3 separate regions of the Sus scrofa genome follow, and regions 1 and 3 are each linked to region 2. The links are chromatin contacts, called in public HiChIP or PLAC-seq maps. All regions are on one chromosome and are shown on one strand. The core of a region is the stretch at or near the end of the contact, and the rest is flanking DNA. Distances in the headings are between cores, read along the strand shown. Region 1 holds the start of GOLM1 (Golgi membrane protein 1). Region 2 holds the start of NAA35 (N-alpha-acetyltransferase 35, NatC auxiliary subunit). Region 3 holds the start of C10H9orf153.

Region 1 (2,832 bases), core at 68-2,567, 210 kb before region 2:
ATAAGTGCCTGTATGGAAATCAGGTGCCATTAGCTAGTAAGGGAAAGGATGCTGAACAGACAAAACCGGTGCCACTGCCACCAACCCCCGTTGGCCCCGTGCACATTGTTTAATCAACATCTCTCCAGCAGAATTTTTAAAGTCAGCAACTGATTACATCAAACCCTCTGGGTGAGAAGACTTGAGAAAATAGAAGAGAGCTTTATAAAGAATGTAAATCCTTTTACATATGCACTATTGCATATATAAGTATTGTCTCTTCAAAGAACTTCAAAAGAATGTCTTAAAAATTCTCAATTTCGTCACGAAGATTCTTATAAAGCTTGAAAAGGGCTGATTCTCTTTCAGTGAAGATGTAGTTAATGTAGCCAGCTTCCCTAGTACCTAGACATATGGACCTCTCCCATAAAGTGCTTAAGAATTACTGACTTCATCACTAATTAGCTGTTGATAAATGAGCAACACTAATGGAGACCTACTTAGAGGCAAATGAGATGGAAGTTACAGTCCACAATCTAAGAAGGCACAACATTACTAGGAGAGCCAAAAGGGGCAATGAGGGAAATTACTGTTCTTGTCCCAAAGCCCTGATTTTGGACACTGAAGGTCAGCAGAAGATCAGCACCAAGAGCTTCAAGTCAAACCCTCAGAAAAGCCAGGTCTCAGGGGCAACAACACACTCTCAGCTTTTGAACACCTGGTGTGACCAGCTGGCAGTCTAACAACAGGTAATGAAAACATCATATTGGACTCTACAGAATATGACTCCAAAGGGGTCATTATTGCCAGCTCATTATTCAGGTAAAAGATTTTGGCTCATAAAGATACTCATCCTGAAGTTAAGGAGACCCATGCTCAGGTGGTACTAAAGCATCTTGGTCACCATTTTCAAGATAAGCCTGTTTGGGTGGAAAACAATTTTGGCTGTGAGCATCCCCTCAGGAGCATGTCCCTTTTTCTTCGGCATTGGGATTTGGGACAGGTGAGCCAAGGGGCTCTTTTCCCAGGCACCAGAGCCAGGTAGATTCAAAAAGAGCTGATTCTAGGGAAATGATTTCAATCCTGGCCATATGTTAGAACTATCAGGGAAACCTTCAAACAAAAATACCAATGCTCAGGCTCAGAACTCCAGAGGTGGGACCCTGGCAATACTCTAAGAGCTCCCAGATAATTCTAACGTCTGACTAGCGCTGTGAGGGTTAAGAACCACTGCTTTAGAATTTTCTAGTATCGTTATTCCATCGGTCATTAGTCCGTGCCATCATCCTCTCAGGCAGGTGTGGCTCAACAACGCTTCTCAAACTTCCGTGTGCCGAAGGGGCAGCAGGGCAGTGTTTACAAATCAGACTCCCAGTCTCCGTCTGCAGGGAGTTCTAGAGACTCCCGCTTGCGCAGCGCCCAGCAATCTTCGTTTTATCTGGGGCTTGCGCTCGGAGGGTCGCAAACCGACAAATTAGCGCTGAGAGGTAACAGCCGTGGGGAGGTCAGGGCTACATGGGAAGGGCTGGTGGAAGAGAAAGGCACACTGGTGAGGAGATTCCCTAGAGACCCGTCTTTCCTCGGTCCCTCTACGCTGGGCGGTTTGGCCCGGGACCACTGAAAAAGGAGACGTGAGCGCGGCCAGGAGTGCGGCGCTGGGTGTGGTCGTCTCTGGGTTCCGGAAAATTCCTTCGGGGCGGGGGTGGGCCGCGGGGGTAGGATGCGGGGTGGGGTGGGTAGGTGGTCTCGCTGGGTCCCTTCCCTCCGCCGCCGCTTCCCACCCTACGCCCGTCCTTCGGAAGCATCGGCACCGCGCAACTCTGCTCTCGAACCGCGTCCCGAAGACACGCCGGGAGCCACTGCAAGGGGTTGGGAAGGGGCGGCGGGAGGGGGCGCGCCGGGATTGTTCGGCTCCCGCCGAGGGGCGGCCGCGGGCCCGGGTGCGCGCACCGTGGGGCCGGCGTCCGGGCGCAGCCCCGGCCTCGCCTCCTCCTCGCGCTCGCGGCGCCGCCTCCCTCCCTGCGCCGGCGGCGCTGCCCGGGGGCGGGGTCTCGCGGCTGCGGAGGCCGGAGACGCGGCGGCGCTGGGCGCCGCGCGGGGCACTGGGCTCGGAGCAGGCGGGAAGCGAGAGGCCGGCGGCGGCGGCGGCGGGAGGGCGGCTCGGGCGGCCTGGAAGCCGGGTCCCGCAGCACCAAGGGGCCGCCAGAGCTTCGGCCAGAGGTGAGTGGGCGGCGCGCGTGCCCCGCGTGCCCTCTGGCAGCCTTCTCTCTCCTTGTCCCTCCTCGGTTCCGGGCCCGCGCTGAAGGACCCCGCGCCGGGCCCCGGAGACACCCCCCCGGCTGGCACCTGGGCCGCAGCCTTTTACTGAAATCGGTTCGGGGTGGGCTCTGCATCTCCCCGCTCCAGAGCTTCCTTCCCGGGACCGCCCCGACCCGCTGGGCTGCCCTGCGGAGGCCGGTCTGGGGAGATGCGGGGCCTCGCTTTTTGTTCTTAGCTGTGTCACGCGCGTCGGGATCCAAAGTCGAAAGCGTGCATCCCCAAAGTCGCGCTAGGACCAGCGGTGCGGGCGTGATTGACGCGCGGGGAGGGCGGGCTGGCTCCGCCGCTCATCTTCTTCTCTTTCCCCTCCGCCCCGGGCGCGCTCGGGCCGCCGCGGTGCCCACGTTGGCAGCGGTCGCGCCCTGGCAGGTGACCGGGAGCCTGACGCCCGGTCCTGGGGCCTCGAGGTGCCGAACTCCTTTGAAGCCTGCCTCAGATTTGCTTTAGGTTCTCTTCCGTACGTACCTGTACCTTTGGCGGTGTTGGGGATTCACAGAACTTTTGATCTGCTGGAAAAATAGTTTTCTGGGTTGA
Region 2 (2,795 bases), core at 93-2,592:
AGAAGAAACTGCCTCAATGTCTGTATTTCATGATATATATAAACTGGCTTCAAACAAAAGTTAAAATCAGAAAATAGAGAATGAGTGTGGTTAACAAGCTCAATAAACCGCACTTACCTGTTGATTTTCTTTTTCATTTACTGCTACAGTTTAGAAATCACAATCCACATTTCATTGCACCCTTTCTCAAATTTTGAACTTCTATTTCAAAACTTCAAACTCACCTCGACAAGCTTCTTCAAAATCTTGGGTTATGTCCACCCAGTTCGTATTGCTTTTTTCCATCTTTTCTGGTGTACTGAGCTCCCATCCTGAATCATCATCTTCTACAGAAGCTTTCATAACCATTATGCCTATAAAATTAATACTGGTGTAAAAGAGAGGATGTAGCTTTCAGGACAAGGGTACTGGCAAACCATGTGTGTCTGTTTAAGTACTGGATGAAAGTCTTACTAAACTGTCTGGGCAGAGCTCTTTTGAGTTTGTGGACGGTACTGTAAAAAATTACCTTAATGCAATTAAATTTCACGTTAATTAACACTACTGGTCCACCATCTACGAGGGCTCATAAACAAGTTTGCCTATTTCATAAGAAAAATCACAAACCATCCCAGCACTGGCCCAAAGAGAACCAACTCCACTGTTTCCAACTTTCAACGCTGGCCACAAATAACCAAGGCACTCTTCAAGGTCCCCTCTCGCAGCCCAAGACCCCATGCGGCAACCACTCAAGTCAAGGGGGTCCCTCCCCTACCGGAGCTTGCTGGATCAACCTCTCTCCGCTCGGCAGGACCCCAGCATGGCCTGTCCGGGGGGCACCGCACAAGGGAGCGCACCACGGGGTCCCAGCCATCGGGCTTAGGGCGGAGGTGCACCTGAAGCGGGGACCCGGCTCACCCGGGTCAGCCCGGCCCGGTCCCAAAGGCACGGAAGCAAGGACAGAGCTGCCGTCGCGCGGGAGGACGGGCATGCCCGGTGCCAGGTCGTCGCCCGGTAACACTGTGTAAGGCCGGGCCCTCGGCGGACACTGGGGAGCCCGTAGCTCCTACCTGAAGCGCGGCGGGAGGGCCGGGGCCGCAGGGTGACCTGGAGTCCCCCGGGTCTGCCACACGCGCGAGGGGCTGCGGCTGTCGGACACGGGTAGGAGGAAGTCTCAAGGGCTCCGCACGGTGGTTCCTACCTACTTCTCCCGTGGCCACTCGCGCCGCCACACAGTCCGAACCGCGGAAATAAAGACGCCGCCTCGGCTACTGCCGCCGCCGCCGCCGCCGCCGCCCCCTCCCCTCTCAGCCCAGCCCGACCATCCGCGTGCGCGCATGCGTACGCCCAGTGCGCGCGACCCCGCCTCCTCTCCCTCACGCCAGGGGACTTCGCGCTCCCGGCCACACCCCCTTCCTAGCCACTGCCGTCATTCGGCCGTTGGAGGCCATCTTCTCTTCTCGCGAGATTAGAGGCAATCGCAAGACCGGAAGCTATCTTCCTCCTCCAGCCTTGGGCAGCGACCTGGTTAGTGGGTGGGTCCCAGTAAGGGGCGGAGCCTGGGGACCCAGAGCCCGCCCCGCCTCGTCCCGCGCAGCTCCCTGGGAAATTCTTAGAAAGGTGAAGAGAATCAGGAGGAAGGAGTGGAAGTAGGTGTGGACCCTTGATGTTGGGGCTGTGAATGAAGAGCTCAGCTCTGAAAGCTCCGTCGAGTTGGTTTTGCCTGACACTTGATTTATGTTTCCTAGAGAATCTGGGGAGTTCATGAGGAAGAATGGAAACAAAATATCAGCAGAATCAAGTCATTTTCTTTTAGACCCATTACATGGTTTAAAGCTTTCCTAAAATTAGTAAAATGATCATTTTTAAAGTGCAATTAAATAAGTAGACTACTACGGGTAGGAAACAAAATGCATCTTTACCACCACGTTGCCAATAAAATGGCTAAAGTTTAAGAGATGATACCCAATGTTGAGGACACAGAACAGTTGGAGCTCCAATTTGCTGGAGCTGGAACTCAGATGTTGCTGATGGGGAATGCAAAAGGATACAACCTCTTTGATAAACAGTTCATCTTTTACTATAAAATTAATCATGCACTTACAAGACCAAGCCATTGGTCCACACAAAAACTTGTACATTAATTTTTGTAGCTTTAAAGACCAAAAACTGGCAACAACCTTAATGAGCAGATAAACAACTTGTGGCATATCCATACGATGATGTGTAATTATTCATATAATGAATAGTAGTTATTGACAAACAGGGATGAGTACTTGACATGCAAAAATATGAATCTCAAAAAAATTCTGAGCAAAGGAAATCATTATGGGAGTTCCTGTTGTGGCTCAGGAGGTTAAGAACCTGACTAGTTTCTATGAGGATGTGGGTTCGATTGCTAGCCTCACTCAGTGGGTTAAGGAACCGGTGTTGCCATGAGCTGTGGTGTATGTTGCAGACATCACTCGGATCCTGCATTGCTGTGGCTGTGGTATAGGATGGTAGCTGCAGCTCCAAATTTGACCCCTAGCCCGGGAACTTCCTTGTGCTGCAGGTTCTGCCCTAAAGAGGGAAAAAAAAAAATCAGTATGAGCAAAAGACTAGACTATAATTTTATATGTAATTTTTAAAAAGACAAATTTAATCTGTAATGACAGAAAACAGAGCAGTGACTGCCAGAGCGGGAGGAGGTGTGAGGCAGGATTAATTGGAATATGGCTAAGTGATTGGAAGGGATGGAAATGTTCAAATCTTGATCATGGTAGTGGTTATATGGCTAAATTCATTTGTAAAAGTTCAGTGAAGTACACACACGT
Region 3 (2,850 bases), core at 126-2,625, 240 kb before region 2:
ATTTTCACATAGGGTCCTCAAAACCGCTGCATTTATCTTTTTTTTTTTTTTTTTTTTTTTTAATGGCTGCACCTGCAGCATGTGGAAGTTCCCAGGCCAGGAATAGAGTCTGAGCTGCATCTGTGACATACACCACAACTGCAGCAATGCTGGAACCTTAACCCGTTTCCAAGCCAGGGACAGAACCTGAGCCACTGCAGAGAAAATACTGGGTCCTTAACCCACTGTACCACAGTAGGAACTCCCTCCCCACTGCTTTAAATCATCCCTGGATTACTTACAATACCCAATGCAGTATAAATGTTATGTAAATAGTTATAAGTACAATGCAAGTGTGATACATAAATGTTGGGGCAAAGCAAATTCAAGTTTTGATTTTTGAAACTTTCTGAAGTCTTTTGCCCCAATATATTCTAACTGCTATTGGTTGAATCTGTAGATGAAGAGCTTAAGGATAGAGAGTTGAGGAGTTCCCGTTGTGGCGCAGTGGTTACCAAATCCAACTGGGAACCATGAGGTTTCGGGTTCGATCCCTGCCCTTGCTCGGTGGGTTAATGATCAGCCGTGAGCTGTGGTGTAGGTCGCAGACACGGCTTGGATCCCGCATTGCTGTGGCTGTGGTGTAGGCCAGCAGCTACAGCTCCGATTAGACCTAGAAAAGGCAAAAAAAAAAAAAAAAGACTTGACTGTGAGAAAGAAATGTACTGGTTCTGTCTCTGGAGAACACTTGATTCTTTTCACCAATAGATTCTCCTCCGGGGAAATGGTCCTTTGGCAGAGTTTTCAGTGATTGCTCTAGGAGACTTCTGAGCAGGGAGCCTTTTGAGGGTGAGGGCAGAGTCCGGAGCATGACCTCGAGGCCCATGTAGAGAGTTAGGATGAGCAACCCGATCTCCTGGGCAGATGTGAACTGCCTTGGCATGTCCTTTGCACTTTGCTCATGTCTATAGAAGGAAAGACTTGAATGAATACAAATTATATGCAGGCGTGCCCGTCGTGGCTCAGGGGAAACAAATGTGACTAGCATCCATGAGGATGCAGGTCCCGAATTGCTGTGGCTGTGGTGTAGGCCAGAGACTGTAGCTCCAATTCGACCCCTAGCCTGGGAACTTCCATGTGCCACGGGTATGGCCCTAAAAGAAAAGAAAAAAAAAAAAAAAAAAACCTGCATTCACAATTCAGCTATTTAATGTTCCCCGTTTTTAAAAAATGTCCTGGAGTTCCCATCATGGCTCAGTGGAAATGAATCCAACTAGGAATCATGAGGTTGCAGGTTCGATCCCTGGCCTTGCTCAGTGGGTTAAGGATCTTGCGTGGCTTGAGCTGTGGTGTAGGTCGCAGACGCGGTTCGGATCCCCCATTGCTATGGCTATGGCGTAGGCCAGCAGCTGCAGCTCCAATTCGACCCCTAGCCTGGGAACCTCCATATGCCAAGGGTGTGGCCCTAAAAGGACAAAAAAAAAAAGGTCCTTCCATCCTTCACCCTCCACTCATCACCCTCATGCAGGAAGATAATCCCCTGACCTTTGGTGTCACATAGCTGTTCATGTGACCTTGAGGTTGTCCGTATGTCACAATGAACAGTTACTCATCTACTCAGCTCTTCCTAAGCATTGGCATGTGCCAGGTTCCGGGCTCCGCCCCTGGTCTACAGGGTGAATGAGACCTGCCCTTCTCCCCACCCCCCGCCCAACCCTCACCGCCAGGGTGTACAAATTCACAGAAGAGCCGGCCGCGTAAATGGAGGCTTGTAAGACAAGTGGTAAGTGCAGGGCTTGATCACCCACAGAGCGTAATGAGAGCAGAGAAAAGTGAAAATGAAGCCAGTCTGGGCTTGGCAAGGCAGGGTGGGGTGAGGTGGGAGATGACAGCTGCGTCCACGTCTGTGAATTGGGTCCAGAGACTTGACTTTCCTTCCAGGCAGGGGGCGATAGGAAGCTGGCCCTGCTGGTCAGGGCTGCTCCCGCATGGTCTCCCTCCTCATTTGGGGCCTTCCCCACCAGCAGCCCTATGCTCCCTCCACCTCTGCTTGTCCCACCAAACCCACCTCACCTGCCATCCTTTCTCCCGCTCCCCGAATCCAGCCTTGGGAGTTGCAACCTTGGGAGAGATGAGGCTCTGAACAAGGACAACGTCCAAAAATGCTAGAGTGCTGCTTCTCCCCTTTTCCAGAGCCAGCTCACAGGGACAAGGTGGCCCCTGGGCCAAAACTGAATGGTGGGGAGTTCTTGTGGTGGTGCAGCAGAAACAAATCTGACTAGGAACCATGAGGTTGGAAGTTCGATCCCTGGCCTTGCTCAGTGGGTTAAGGGTCTGGCATTGCCGTGAGCTGTGGTGTAGGTCACAGATACGGGTCAGATCTGGCGTTGCTGTGCCTGTGGTGTAGGCCAGCAGCTGTCGCTCCAATTTGACCCCTAACCTGAGAACTTCCATATGCCACGGGTGTGGCCCTGAGAAAAAAAAACCCGAATGGTGGAAATGAGTGAACCAGCCACCCTGGCTCCCATCCAAAGCCACCAGGTGTTACCTCCTCCTCCTGCCTTAGCTGGCCTGGCAGTTCTCAAGGCCACTGAGCATCGACACAGTGAAGGTCCCGTGCAGGTCCAGGTCCCTGAAGACTATCTGCAGAGCACAGAGGGGTCCGCACAGGCAGTTCCCTTGGATGGACCTGTGCTGATTCTGATCTGCCCACCCTCTCCAACCCCTGCTGCTCCCCACTCAGCATCTTTCCGTCCTTTCCGTTGTACGTGCTGCCCCACATTGCAGGGGGCCAACACATAGGCCAACTGTGGTGTGGGTGGCACACAGGTTAAGGCTGGTGACCCCCAGGCAATCTTTCCAGACCGGCCT

What was found. HiChIP or PLAC-seq counts read pairs in DNA pulled down with a chosen protein or histone mark.
Region 1: an H3K27ac HiChIP or PLAC-seq map of alveolar macrophages shows a contact between it and region 2. The contact joins the promoter of GOLM1 here to the promoter of NAA35 in region 2. A contact is called at or near these places in 1 of 47 Hi-C or Micro-C datasets (embryonic fibroblasts) and 1 of 2 datasets of contacts at active chromatin or transcription factors (alveolar macrophages).
Region 3: an H3K27ac HiChIP or PLAC-seq map of alveolar macrophages shows a contact between it and region 2. The contact joins the promoter of C10H9orf153 here to the promoter of NAA35 in region 2. A contact is called at or near these places in 4 of 47 Hi-C or Micro-C datasets (alveolar macrophages, embryonic fibroblasts, psoas muscle and 1 more) and 1 of 2 datasets of contacts at active chromatin or transcription factors (alveolar macrophages).

The regions. Positions count from the first base shown.
Region 1 is chr10:29,116,261-29,119,092 of Sscrofa11.1, forward strand. It overlaps GOLM1 (Golgi membrane protein 1), which reads left to right and starts at 1,318. Exons shown (of 10, transcript XM_021064635.1): 1 at 1,318-1,466.
Region 2 is chr10:29,321,367-29,324,161 of Sscrofa11.1, forward strand. NAA35 (N-alpha-acetyltransferase 35, NatC auxiliary subunit) reads right to left here and starts at 1,343. Exons shown (of 23, transcript XM_021064637.1): 1 at 1,181-1,343; 2 at 225-353. The coding sequence starts at 348.
Region 3 is chr10:29,083,963-29,086,812 of Sscrofa11.1, forward strand. C10H9orf153 reads left to right here and starts at 1,376. Exons shown (of 4, transcript XM_021064633.1): 1 at 1,376-2,850.